Regions from separate parts of the Cyprinus carpio genome. Here region 1 is linked to region 2. Evidence: chromatin contacts called from public Hi-C data. All regions are on one chromosome and are shown on one strand. Each heading gives the region's core, a stretch centred on a gene start, on an enhancer-like site or on the middle of the called end of the contact. The rest is flanking DNA. Distances are from core to core; before and after follow the strand shown.

Evidence for each region. A called contact is a pair of places that touch in the nucleus more often than the background predicts.
Region 1: a Hi-C map of liver shows a contact between it and region 2, with 3 times the contacts expected there. The contact joins the promoter of LOC109060751 here to the enhancer-like site in region 2. A contact is called at or near these places in 3 of 8 Hi-C or Micro-C datasets (liver and skeletal muscle).

The regions. Positions count from the first base shown.
Region 1 is chrB17:12,727,551-12,733,714 of ASM1834038v1, forward strand. LOC109060751 (kelch repeat and BTB domain-containing protein 11-like) reads left to right here and starts at 1,358. Exons shown (of 2, transcript XM_019077906.2): 1 at 1,358-1,913; 2 at 2,501-4,954. The coding sequence starts at 2,793. The coding sequence ends at 4,883. It overlaps LOC109083427 (rho guanine nucleotide exchange factor 10-like), which reads left to right. Exons shown (of 28, transcript XM_042742324.1): 28 at 1-356.
Region 2 is chrB17:12,693,308-12,699,456 of ASM1834038v1, forward strand. LOC109083427 (rho guanine nucleotide exchange factor 10-like) reads left to right here. Exons shown (of 28, transcript XM_042742324.1): 3 at 1,438-1,812; 4 at 4,335-4,640; 5 at 5,359-5,395; 6 at 5,648-5,745; 7 at 6,015-6,071. Among protein-coding and RNA genes, the nearest start is that of LOC109083427, 20 kb to the left of the region's middle. Within about 2 kb of position 1,499, at least 2 of the 8 cell types and tissues checked have an H3K27ac peak or open chromatin away from gene starts, as enhancers often do. A contact at or near this core is called in liver, where this site is marked.

The sequences.
Region 1 (6,164 bases), core at 108-2,607, 34 kb after region 2:
TTCATTTTCAGTCCCTTTTTTAGTTTCTTTTTCCTTTTGATGGACTATAACTGCCAGCTCATACTCAAGGGAATGTCCCCAGAAGAAAATCACATTTGAGGCTGAACAGAGGTTGAATGGATTTCTGTAAAATGCACTTTACCAACAGCAACACTGATTTACGGTAAAATTGACATGGGCATGGATGGAAGGAAGGAAAGAAACTTAATTTAAAAAAAAAAAAAAAAGAAAATAAAATGTGTAGTTTTTTTCCTCTTTGTGTTTCCAGTGCAATGTGTTTGAGAGAAATTTGTCTTGATATATTCATTTTGCAAGCTGTCTGCCTAAAAGGGAAATTAAAAAGGTAATATTTATGATCCCTTTACTACGATGGTTGATTTTTATTGGATGTTTAGATAGTCACACTTGGATCTACACACTGAGTGAGAATATTAATATTTATATAAATGCAGATAATATTTAAACAGATTCTTTACACATCAAGACGAGAATCAAGCACTATGCACCCCTAAAATAATCCATTTGATAAATGCCAAGTGAATAGTTCTTATAATTATTGTATTGAGATATTTTAAGATCAAGAAAAACAGCTGATATCTCAGTGTTTATAAGAATCTTTGGTTTTGATCTGATATCTGCCTGTCATATTTTAGACGTTTCCGTTACAGATAAAGTCCTCAGTGCTATAAAAGCACTAGCACTAGGGTGAGATTTAGTTGTTCTGCAGGAGGCCCTTCCTCCCTCCCTCACAGGATGCCACACTAATATATGCAACGCTTTCAGTCTTTGTGGGCTCAAGGATCTTTGTGAGTCCCTTCAGACTGAGAACAGCTGATGTGTGTATTTAGAGGGCTAATAGTGTCATCTCAGTCTGACCATGTGCTGTCATGCTGACAGACAGTTTCAACTCTGATTTGTTGCTCTCTGAAATGAAGTGGTTACCCTAGTAACTCTCTTGTAGACCCGTGTAGCCCATAATATCAAGATGGAGAGTAATGGGCTTCCTTAATGTGCCCATAAAACTTCACCACATTTGAAAAGGCCAGATGAAGTCATGCTGTTCTTGACAATTTTTCCAGCTTTGCTTTTTTTTTCTCCTTCGAGTAAAACCTGAAATTACGTTTTTCTGACATTTGTGGGCTTTTTATAGAGTGGGCATGTATGTAGACATGTATTTTTCGTTTCATGTTGTATTTTGTCAACGATATCAAATATATTCAGTGTTCTTCACGGACTGAGCCAGTTTACTGTGCTTTAGAAAATCACTACATTTAGCTAGTAGCACAACATTTAGATAGTAGTTTTATTCAATATACGTTAAAATGCTCTGCGCTTGAGAGTTCCCGTTGTCCATTGCGCAACATCCTTCATTTGGCGGTGCGTCGAGCGTGCAGGAACGTCGCGTTGCGTCGCGCCGCGCGCTTACCGCGGATTTGATCAGCAGCTCTAATGTGAAGAGGATGAACACAAACGGGGGTGTGGTTTAGATCAATAACTACCTCAGCCTACAATAAAATAAAAAATACTGCAAATCACTCCGAGGGCAGAGAGGCGGTGTCGATCAGATCCGGAGCACAAGGGTGGCTTTATGGAATATATTTCGTTTTATTATTTTCATTGAGATAATGACATTTCGTGGACGCTGATTCTCCTGTCGAGGCTTTCAGACGCATACAGTTGGTCGAGGATGAGGAGGAGGAAGAGAAGTTCTCGTTGAACTGCCGTTTTATTACAATATGGGATGGACAGTACGTTCCTGTGAATGGTTAAGTGGTCTGTATTTGGGAAAACTCAGCCCTCACAGACTAATGTGTGGACTGCCTGCAGCGCGGTGTATTTAGATCTACAGTCACTGACTTACATAAGAGCGCTTTGTGCGAGGAATTGCGCAAAGAAATTCCGCCGTTTAACGCGTAAGTAACGTTACCGGGTCTATTGAATAATTTAGGATATAGTCAGTATAATTATTTCAAAGACTAACGTTACTTTATCTGTCTGAAAATGCCTCTTTTGCTAAGCGTTATTAATATATACCTATCTGTCTGCCGTCCAATATATATTTGTTTTTAGATCTATTTAAATTGGTATTTAAACAACTTATAATGACAGAAAATTAACTAAAGGTGCTGTTTCGTGATCTCTTTAAGATTTAATCCATAATGCTCTGTCAGTGGGTTTCCAAGCAATGCGCAAGCGCATTAGAGTGACTTAAATGGAGCATGTCAGTGTTTTGATCAGTGAGGGGTACAGTAACTCATTATGTGATGTTTATGATTTATTTTACTGTCACTGCAGCAGACAGATTATTTGCATTGTTGAAAGGAAAAAAATAAAGCTTTTTGCCCATAAGAGCACCACTTGCTATTAGTTAGCGTTAGAAGGTGTGTTTTAATTATATTTTTAACATTAACTTTCTAATCATTTGGATTAAGGTCTACAAGAAATTTGTAATGTGAGTGTAATTATATGGATGAATAACTTTGTCTTCTTTTCTCGGAAGGTTTGGCCCCAGTGCTGTGAACACTGAGGACAAAGGATCTGCTCTTGATATATGTTTGTTTTTGTTGTTTACCTGGATGAAATGTACACTGATGGAACAAACAGCAAACCTGTCCAGCTAGGACACACTCATGTTGTCTCTGAAAGATCATTACCCCAATAATTAGAGGCTCCTGAGCCATTCCTGAGGCTCACTGGGATTAATTTAGGTCTACTGCTGGGAAAGGAAAATTTTTTGAGTTGCTCTGAAAGCACTAAATGAGTGACATAAGGTGTACCACAACTACAGAAAGATGAACAACACTCTGCAAGACAGAAACATGTTCACAGTACAAGCAGACGTTATATTTCACGCGGCAAACCTTGACTCTCCAGAATCGCCTATCCCAGGCGAAGGCAACAATAACAATGTCCCGGCTTTGGGGAAAACAGGCATCCCGAGCATGGAAATACTGCAGGGTCTCCCGGGTACGTGGGATACGTCAGAATCAGGAGGTTTAACTGACAACAGGAGTTTGGGAAACAACGGCGCTGTAACAGGTGCAGAATACGCACAAGACGCTGTCTCTAGTGACAGTGGATTTCAAGAGCACATACAACCTCTGGACTCGTCTAGAGCACAAAATCTGGACCTTAGTTTGAGAAATATCAGTGAAGCTTCAAGAAACATTAGAGAAGAAACAAATGGCACAAAGTTAGCTTCCAGTTTCCAAATTGACAAATTATCCAATGTCCTAAAAGATGGTGAGGTGGTTCGGAGTCAGTTTGACATTAAAAATGTCTCCTCCACATCAGAGGACAGAAATAATTCCTATTCAAGCTCTCAAGAAACGAGGTTACTTGAAAAAACCCTAGGATGCTTTATAAGTTCCTCTGAAGGAGCAGATCAGACCAGCTACAGAACATTGTTCGGACAGACAAGGCTGGAATCGAGCCAAGGGCTAAAGCCAACTGGATCTGCAGTAAGAGAAGCTCTATCTGCAAAGGAAGAGCCGAATTTAGTCATAGAGGTGGGTGGACAGAAAATACAAGCACACAAATCAGTATTAGCTGAGAAAAGTGATTATTTTAAGGCTAGGCTCTCTCGAGACATCCTGAAGGTAAAAGGAATGAGCTACAAGACCTTATTGGTGCTTGTAGATTATGTTTACTCCTCCCAGATGAACGTAAGCAAAGACAATATTGTGGATGTCATCACAGGAGCAAAGATCCTGCAGATGCCCTGTGCGGTACAAGCTGCTATCGACACCATATCCACACAGATCACGCCAGAGAACTGCTATGAAATCCTAACGATCGCCAAAAAGCAGCGCTTTAATGAACTGAAAGAAACTGCCTATCGATTCATGAGCGACAACTTTCTTCAGATTCTGAGAGATCCGGCGGTCTACGGGCGCCTCACGGGCTCAGAGAGAGACCTCATACTGCGCAAACGGATGGAGAGCCGCCAGTGTCTGATGGTGGCGGAAATCAACGACGTGTTTGAGCGTGTAGGAAGTCGACCGCCCAGCAGAAACAGCAGCCGTCCCCAGAGTCCCCTCTCCATCACGTCTTTTGAGGACAATCACATGATCTACTACTACAATAAGAGCAGTAAGGACTGGCACACACTGACTGTCATGCCAGAAGACATCAACACCAGAGGCTGCGGTATCTGTACCATGTACAACTACTTGTTTGTGGCCGGCGGGATCAGGGGAACTGGGGAGAAAAGCAAAGTCTCGGACAAAGTGTTCTGCTACAATCCCATCACAGACCGCTGGAGCGAAGTCCGACCCATGAAGCAAGCACGATCGCAACTCAAACTTGTCTCCATGGATGGGAACCTGTACGCCATTGGTGGTGAATGTCTTTTCACGGTGGAGAAGTACGACCCACGAATGGACCGCTGGACGGCGGTGGCTCCTTTACCCAAAGGAGCATTTGCGGTAGCTCATGAAGCCACTACATGTAACGGCGAGCTGTACGTCTCGGGAGGGTCTCTGTTCTATAGGTTGCTCAAATTTGACCCCAAAAGAGACGAATGGCAAGAGTGTCCATACAACAACAGCAGGAAAAAGTCCACAGACATGGTGGCTCTCAAGAGCTTCATCTACCGATTTGATGTAAACCGTGAACAGGGGATCAGTGTCTTTAAATACAACACCATTGTGAAGATGTGGCATGACTGCGCCTCCCAGCAGCAGGGCTGCACACTGCCGTTTCGATGCGCTGTCATCGATAATTGCATCTACTGTGTGAATAAATCTCAAACTCTTCAGTTCATTGTAGAAGAGGATGGAGGTCGATTCAAAGACGAGTGTCTGAAAGCACCTATGGAGGCCAAAGGGATCTTATTCCCTTTTGTTCTCAGCTTGCCTGAGAGAGGTGGAAGAATTGCATGAGTAAGATATTTCATCCCTCGTATGACCCTTCAGAGTCGCTCCAGACCTGGAGAAAGAGAATGCCTGGTCAATATTTATAGATTAAACATTATCTCCAGAGAAGTTCAAGAAGCCAGCACGTAGTGCTTGAAACTGGAATGTGTTTCTTTGCATGGTAAGAAGAACATGTAAAACAAATGTATGTTTGGCGCCTTAAAATCACAGCTCCACTATTCAACTTTAGGAGGTGAAGAAAGTCATACATTTATAGCTCATATAGTCTCTTCCTTCATTTGTTTTGTGCACTTTGTATCGGATAGTAATTTAGGTTAAACTTTGCTGCTGGAATTTGCAAAAAACACTAAAATTCCTAAGGCTTTATAAAACCAACAGAAAATACATCAAAAAAAAAAAAAAAAAAAAAACCATCCAATAAAAACAAACTATTACAAAATCGATCAGACTGCAAAAGTGGTAAACACATTAGGGCCTTTCGCACTGCGGGAACCTTTTCATAGTACCAGAACTAATTGTGGAACTACGCACTTTTTGGCATTTTCGTACCGCCGGAACTGGGTGCGATTTTAGTACCGGACTGCCTTTTTCGAGAACCAAATTAGCTCCTACTCCGGAGCAGGGTCTAACCAGCACAACTGGTACTACCCGTAACGTAAGTAGACATTGATTGGCCAAACTCATACGAAAACGCCCTCCACAGACAGCCATGATTTAAAACGCTGTATAAACATACTGTAAACATTGTGGAAACTAATTTCGCAAGTATGGAGAATAGCGATAGATGGACGGACGCTGAAGTGCAGGCACTGGTAGCAAATGTAGCACTGCCAGTTGTCGTTGGATATTCTTAGTCCTCCTTTCTGTTATTTCAATCGCTTTACGTATACATCGACATTCCATGTCCATTATTGTGAAACCCACGAGACACAACAAAAACACAGCTCCGATCACAGCGTCCTCCATTCTCCTGTTGTTAACTTTGTTCTTCTTTGTTTCCCTGTTGAATGCCGCGCAAAAATGACATCGCTGTCGACCAGCTTAAGTCACTTTCTAGTACACACTGTCAGTGCGAATGCAACCCTTTAAATGGTTCTGGGAAATAGTTCGCGCAAAATCGTCCCAGTACTTTAGTACTGTAAATTTAGTTCTGGAACTAAAGCGGTGCGAAAGGCCCTATTGATCCCACTAACTCAACAAAACTCTCTGTCGGTACAGTGTGAATTAGCCTTAAAATGGCAATTAAGAGCACAAATGAACAATTGAAGCACATAATGTAATAATGTG
Region 2 (6,149 bases), core at 249-2,748:
AGAGGTCCAGAGTCTTTCAGTTTTACCACTCCTCTCATTATCCCTGTGAGAGGAAAAACAAACATTATTTAAGACTCCATGTAATGAATTTGAGTGGTTTAGAGATGTTACTGTCTGCATATGCAGTCTTATTTTATAAATAAACTGTCTGTAAAACTCTGTAGCAGGCTTAATTACTGTAGTCTAGTATAATGGCTACTGTGTGCACTTCAGCCCTTGAGGGAGGCTGCGATTGGACGGGGGATCCAGAGCTGAATGGAGGAAAAGGACTCTCACATTACTCACATTTCTAAAGAGTGAGTCACTGGGTCAAGAGAATCCATGAACTGCCAAGTGTTTGCTTCATAATAGCCTCACACCGTCAAGGTCTCCCTCCCTGTCTCTTCTCTTATTCCTCATTCCTCCATTCTTGGATGTCTTTCATCCATACTGTAAGGCTGCCATTTGGTTTTTGAGTTTTTTTGCTGATGTAGGATCATTAAAGACAGATTCAAACTCAGACAAAGCTTTCCTTAAAGGGACAGTTCACCCAAAAAATTAAATTGTCATTTACTCACCTTCATGCTGTTCTAAACCTGTATGACCGTTTCATCTTACACAAAAATGCAAATATAGTATAATTTAGAATATTCTAAATTAGAACATTTTCCACTCTTTTTTTTCTTGCATTAAAAACAAAGTGAAGTTTTCAGTGAGTTTTTCAAGTTTAAAAAGAGAACAAAAGCTCCATGACAGTATCACAGTACTAGTTCATACAACAACCAAATCAATAGCTATGTGATTAACAGACTACAGTGTAAGTCATACACAAAAGAAGCTAAATCATACAGGTTTGAAATGACATTAGGGTGAGTAAATGATAGCAGAATTTTCATTTTTGTGTAAACTGTCCCTTTAAATTTAGTTTAAGTAAGTAGCCTGTATTGCGATGGCAGCATTTAATGTACAAGCCAAACCACATGAGTGAGAAATCTTTGATCAGTGTATTTGAATTTTAGTTCTTTCTCTCTGTCTTTTGTTCTCTGGTCCCAGTAGACGTGTTTCCTCTTTAGCACTTCAGCCCTGTGGAAAATAAGCAGTGTGCTTTTTTGACCCGGTTTCCTTTCAGCGTGTTGTGTGCTTCCTGTACCCCAGTTTTGGTGTTTGGTTTTGTTTCACTGTTCCCTTACAACTTTGTGCCATATGTACAGTAACTCTTAGAGGCATTTTGAGGAAAGTGTTCTTGTACATAACCTTAAATTAAAATTTGCTCTTAAAAATCTGAACATGTGTTTTTGTGAACCCTGGGTTGGCAGAGAGAAACGTGGGGACAAACCTCAACCACAACATACTCCATTCACAGACTATCTAATTTTTCTAATTTATAGTTTTTACCATACTCAACATCAGTAAAAACAATGGAATGCAAAACACTTCTATCTCTTTCTCTCTCTTTAGTGTTGGATGACGAAGATGAAGGTGAGAAGTTTGAGTTTGACAACAGTGGTGATGAAGCCCCCGAGGCAGAACGGCCACCCCCTGAACCTGAGGCAGTCTTCATGCCTCCACCCTGCTCTTCAACAGCCAGGGACGCACCCGTAAATGGAACAAGTCCAAACCAAGATAACTTACTCACCGCAGAGGCTGATCTGCCCCCTCCACCTCAGGACTGCCCCACTAATAACAGCCCTTTGGCTCATGCACCCTTCCCACAGTGTGATCTACCACCTCCGCCCATAGAGCCGTGTCAGAATGCAGCAGAACGCCAGGACGGAGACCCTCCTCCACCATCAGAGGGCGCTATAGGAGCTGCTGTTGACAGCAAGCAGGACAGTAAGTTTACATTTAAGCACAGATATTAAGATGAATTATTTTATTTATGAAATTGATTTTAAAATTAATTAGTTAATTCTGCTTTTTAAAGAGAGAAATCACAAGATCTTCTATTGACCGCATAATAGTTTTTTGAAAAAAAGTCTTAATCTCAGATATGTTTCATCTTAAAGGGATAGTTCACCCAAAAATGAAAATTCTGTCATTAATTACTCACCCTCATGTCGTTCCAAACCCGTAAGACCTCTGTTAAGCTTCTGACCCTGCATAGACAGCAACACAACTGACATGTACAAGGCCCAGAAAGGTAGTAAGGACATTAAAAAGTCCATGTGACATCAGTGGTTCAACCAAAACAAAAATAATGACTATTCAACAATTTCTACTTTTCTGTGTCAGTCTTTGACGCGTATTCATGAGAGTACCATGACACATTGTAAACAAGGCGCAGTGAAATCCAGGTTCTATGTCAGAATACAATCTCCTGCGTCAGCAGCACCACATGCATGCATCATGATACTCTCATGAATGCATGTCGAAGGCTGACATGGAAGAGAAGAAGTTGTTGAATAAAGACATTATTTTTGTTTTCTTTGTGCACAAAAATATTCTCGTAGCTTCATAAAATTGCGGTTGAACCATTGATGTCACATCATGGACTATTTTAATAATGTCCTTACTACTTGAACGTGTCAGCTGCATTGCTGTCTATGCAGGTTCAGAGAGCTCTAGGATTTCATCAAAAATAGCTTGATTTGTGTTCCGAGATCAACAAAGGTCTTCTGTATTTACGTAATGTTTTTAGTGATTTTCTTTAGTACAATAAAAATATAAAAGGCAGTTAATTTTGTAAACATTTCTTGTTTTTTTTTTTCTGTACTATATTACACATAATATTTTTCACAGTATAAATTGAGTTTTTTTATACATGAAAATATATAGTACTTTTTTTTACATACTGTACATAATGAAGGGGCAGGGGTGTGTCTAGAGGGGTGGCACCACCCCCCATCAAAATATGCTTGGCCCCCCCAACAGCATATACTGATCAGAGTATAACATCTGCGGTGTGGGAGCATTTAGAGTGCATCTAAAATCTCACGCGCTGATGTCATATGCTAATCGGCAGCGCAACGCCGCTTGAAGTAGAGAACACCTACTCACTGTCTGGTTCACAGCCGATTAATTCCAATATGAGACGTCACTGGCACCAGCACCGCTTAAAATAGAAATCATTATGTTACGTTTCTTCCTGTTGTTTCAAACACTAAAGGCACAATCAGTAACGGGGGAAAACGCTAAAATGTGGGGTTTTAATAATGTTAGCATTCTTACACTAGGAATTTTAAAATGTAGAATAGTAAACACCTGTTTGTATCGAATTAACAAAGGTTTTTACGTGGTAGTCTTATATATAATTTTTTTTAATTTGCAGTGTCCAAGAACAGCTTCACATTTAAATGATTTTGTCTTTAATCTGATGCGAATATGGCTGTTAAATATACTATTGTGTACTATTGATGATTAAGTAGTTTTTTTGTTTGTTTGTTTTTTTAGACCAAATTTTGTAGGGAAACAAATGAAAAGTGGACAAAGTCAGGCACAGCAGCAACACATTCAAAGACAGTTAGATACAGTGCAGTGCAGGTCAGAGCCAATCCACCAGGCAGGGCCAAGTTGGCCAGCAAATTAGCAGCCCTGAACCTGGTAGCACAGGTCAGGCCCGGCCAGAGAAGGCCAGTGAGGACTACACCAGCAGCTATCTATCTGCAGCATCATGAACAATTTTTACAAAAAGTTCACAAGACACACACACATTGTCTGTTTGGACAATAAAAGAAGTGGAGAACAATTATTGTCTGTTCAGTGGATTATATATATTAAAAGAGAGATGAGTTGTCCAGGCGCTTGTGCAGTGCCATTTTTATGTCATCCCACTTGTGTTGGGAAACATGACTTTTCCCATGGGCCCCCCTGACTGGTTCTTGGTCCCCCATGTACCACCCCATTAAAAAAATCCTAAAATCATCCCTGTGAAGGGAGTCTCTAACAGCGCACAATATTTTGTTGTGATGGTTTATGGTGACTACAGTGAGTTTTATGCAATTAACCACTAGCCTTTGTGAGCATGAACCATGGAAATTAATTTTTTTTACAGTGTACAGTTATCAATCTCCCCACTAAAACAGTTTTGTGTATAACTGGAAATCAAATCTACAGCCATTTTGGTGGCAGCCCACTGCATCCAATTGCTTTTAATTCTTGCATGGTTTCTGAGGTTACATCTGTCTCTTTCTTTCCTTCCCTCTTTCTTTCTAACTGTTATTGTAGGTGATCTTTAGTTATTTGTATCAGGAATCCCTCCCACATAAGATAATATGAATTTACAAAGATTATTCACTAGTATAGCTGCATAAACTGAGATTTCTGTGTATTTTCCAATGGAAATGCAATTTTCACTTTCCTACAAGACTTACAGTCTCAGACTTTCCTGATAAGTCACTGTACTTTCTGATCAATAGTGAACAGAGGTGCCGGTGTGGTTACCACCTCTGCGTCCAACTCCAAGCTCAAAGTCAGCCCCTACTCTGTGATTGACATCGCCCCTATCCAGCAGCAGCTGCTGTCAGAGCAGAGCGGCCCTCCCTCCTCTCCCCCAGCCAATGAGAGTGAAAGAGGCATTCAGGATGTGCTCAGTAGCCCTGGGTTGCCCTCTGGGTATTCAGTACCAGTGCCCTGTGGTTATGCAACGCCCTCAAATGTGCCGGTGATCCCACCAACCTACACCACCCCAGTTATCATCCGACACTTCTCTATGGATGAAGATGGTAAAAAGAGAGATATTCCCACCTGTTTCCATTTCATTTATTCTCTCCATTGGTCTGGTTGGAATAGGGGTTCACCATCACCATACATATCCTCTCTCTTTTTACTTTCCTGGCTCTCACCTCATTTCTCTCATGCGCTCTGTCTCTTCTTTTTCTGAAGTTTTGCCATGAGGAAGTTGGGGATAATTTTAGCTGTGACTTTGGCTGTGATGAGGTTTCCTGTTTTCTCTAAAGTGTAACAGTAGCCTGAATGTTAACTACATTTTACACGAGTATTTTCAAATGTTTTTACAAAACCATTTCTAACATTTATCATAAATAGTAGTTGTTTTCTAAAACCACTTTAAAACTGGCTAGTCAATAAAGCAGTAGTATTATCAAAAGTATTATATTTTGAAAAATGGAAATTATGCAGTGTAAATATTAAATTAAAATCAACTCTTATAGTTTTTTGTTTCTTCAAAGTAGCCACCCTTTGCTCTAAATTAGATTCATGTGCACACTGTATATAGATTTGTTCATCGTAATTTTTACATACTAATTCATAGGTATGCTCAATTTATAATTGTAATTTCATGCATTTAAGCTTAACCCAAAGTTTTTACAGTTATGAGAAGCATACAGTACATCCAGGCAAGTTCATCTTGACCTGTAGTGTAGGTAGAGATGAGGAGGTATGTTGAAACTTGTGAGTCAATTGTTTTGTTGTGTCCTGCAGTGACTGTGGTGGGAGCAGGAAATACTCCAGTGGACAGGTAAGTGAGACCGCACATATGTTCAGTACTGCTTTGCTTCCTTTGAGATGTCGAATGCATATTAATGTCCCTCTGCTGTATTCAACTTTTTGTACTAAGTACTTCTAAGTACCCTCTATTTTTATGTAGGGGTTTTGTGTTTGCATGCTCGTGTACAATATAGTTTGGACTTCATGTTCTCATATTAATATTTGAATACTGCAGAGATGGATATTTTAAAGGGGAGCATTTATGAATATTAATTCCAAGTAGCATGTCCAGTGTTTTCAGTGAAGAGTGTCCAGTCATCAGAGAGGAAGATGCTCTTACCAAGTGGGTGTCAGACCCAGCAAACACGGCCTGGATGGAGAGTAAGTTCTCAGCATTTTGCTAGGCTGATAAAATGCTTAGAATTACATGCGAATGTATGTATGAAGCCTTGTTTGCCTCGTTTAGCTGTGTTTCCTCTTTCTGAAGAGAATCTCAGACATTTCCTTCCTTCTCACTGAAGAACCGCTAAGCCTCCTTCAGAGGATCCGTTAACACATACTGTACACACACTCTGAGACCCACTGCACTGCTTTAGTTTGGTTGGATGTGAGAATTCATGTGTTTGTCGCCATGTTTCTATTTATTTTAGGTCCAGATGAAGTTATTTATGATGATGTACCAAGAGAGAACTCTGGATCAACTACAGGTGTGTTCATCTAGTCTTTATTGTATGATGTATTTCTTCATGTTTATTTACCTAACAACTAATGGCTGACAAGTTCAT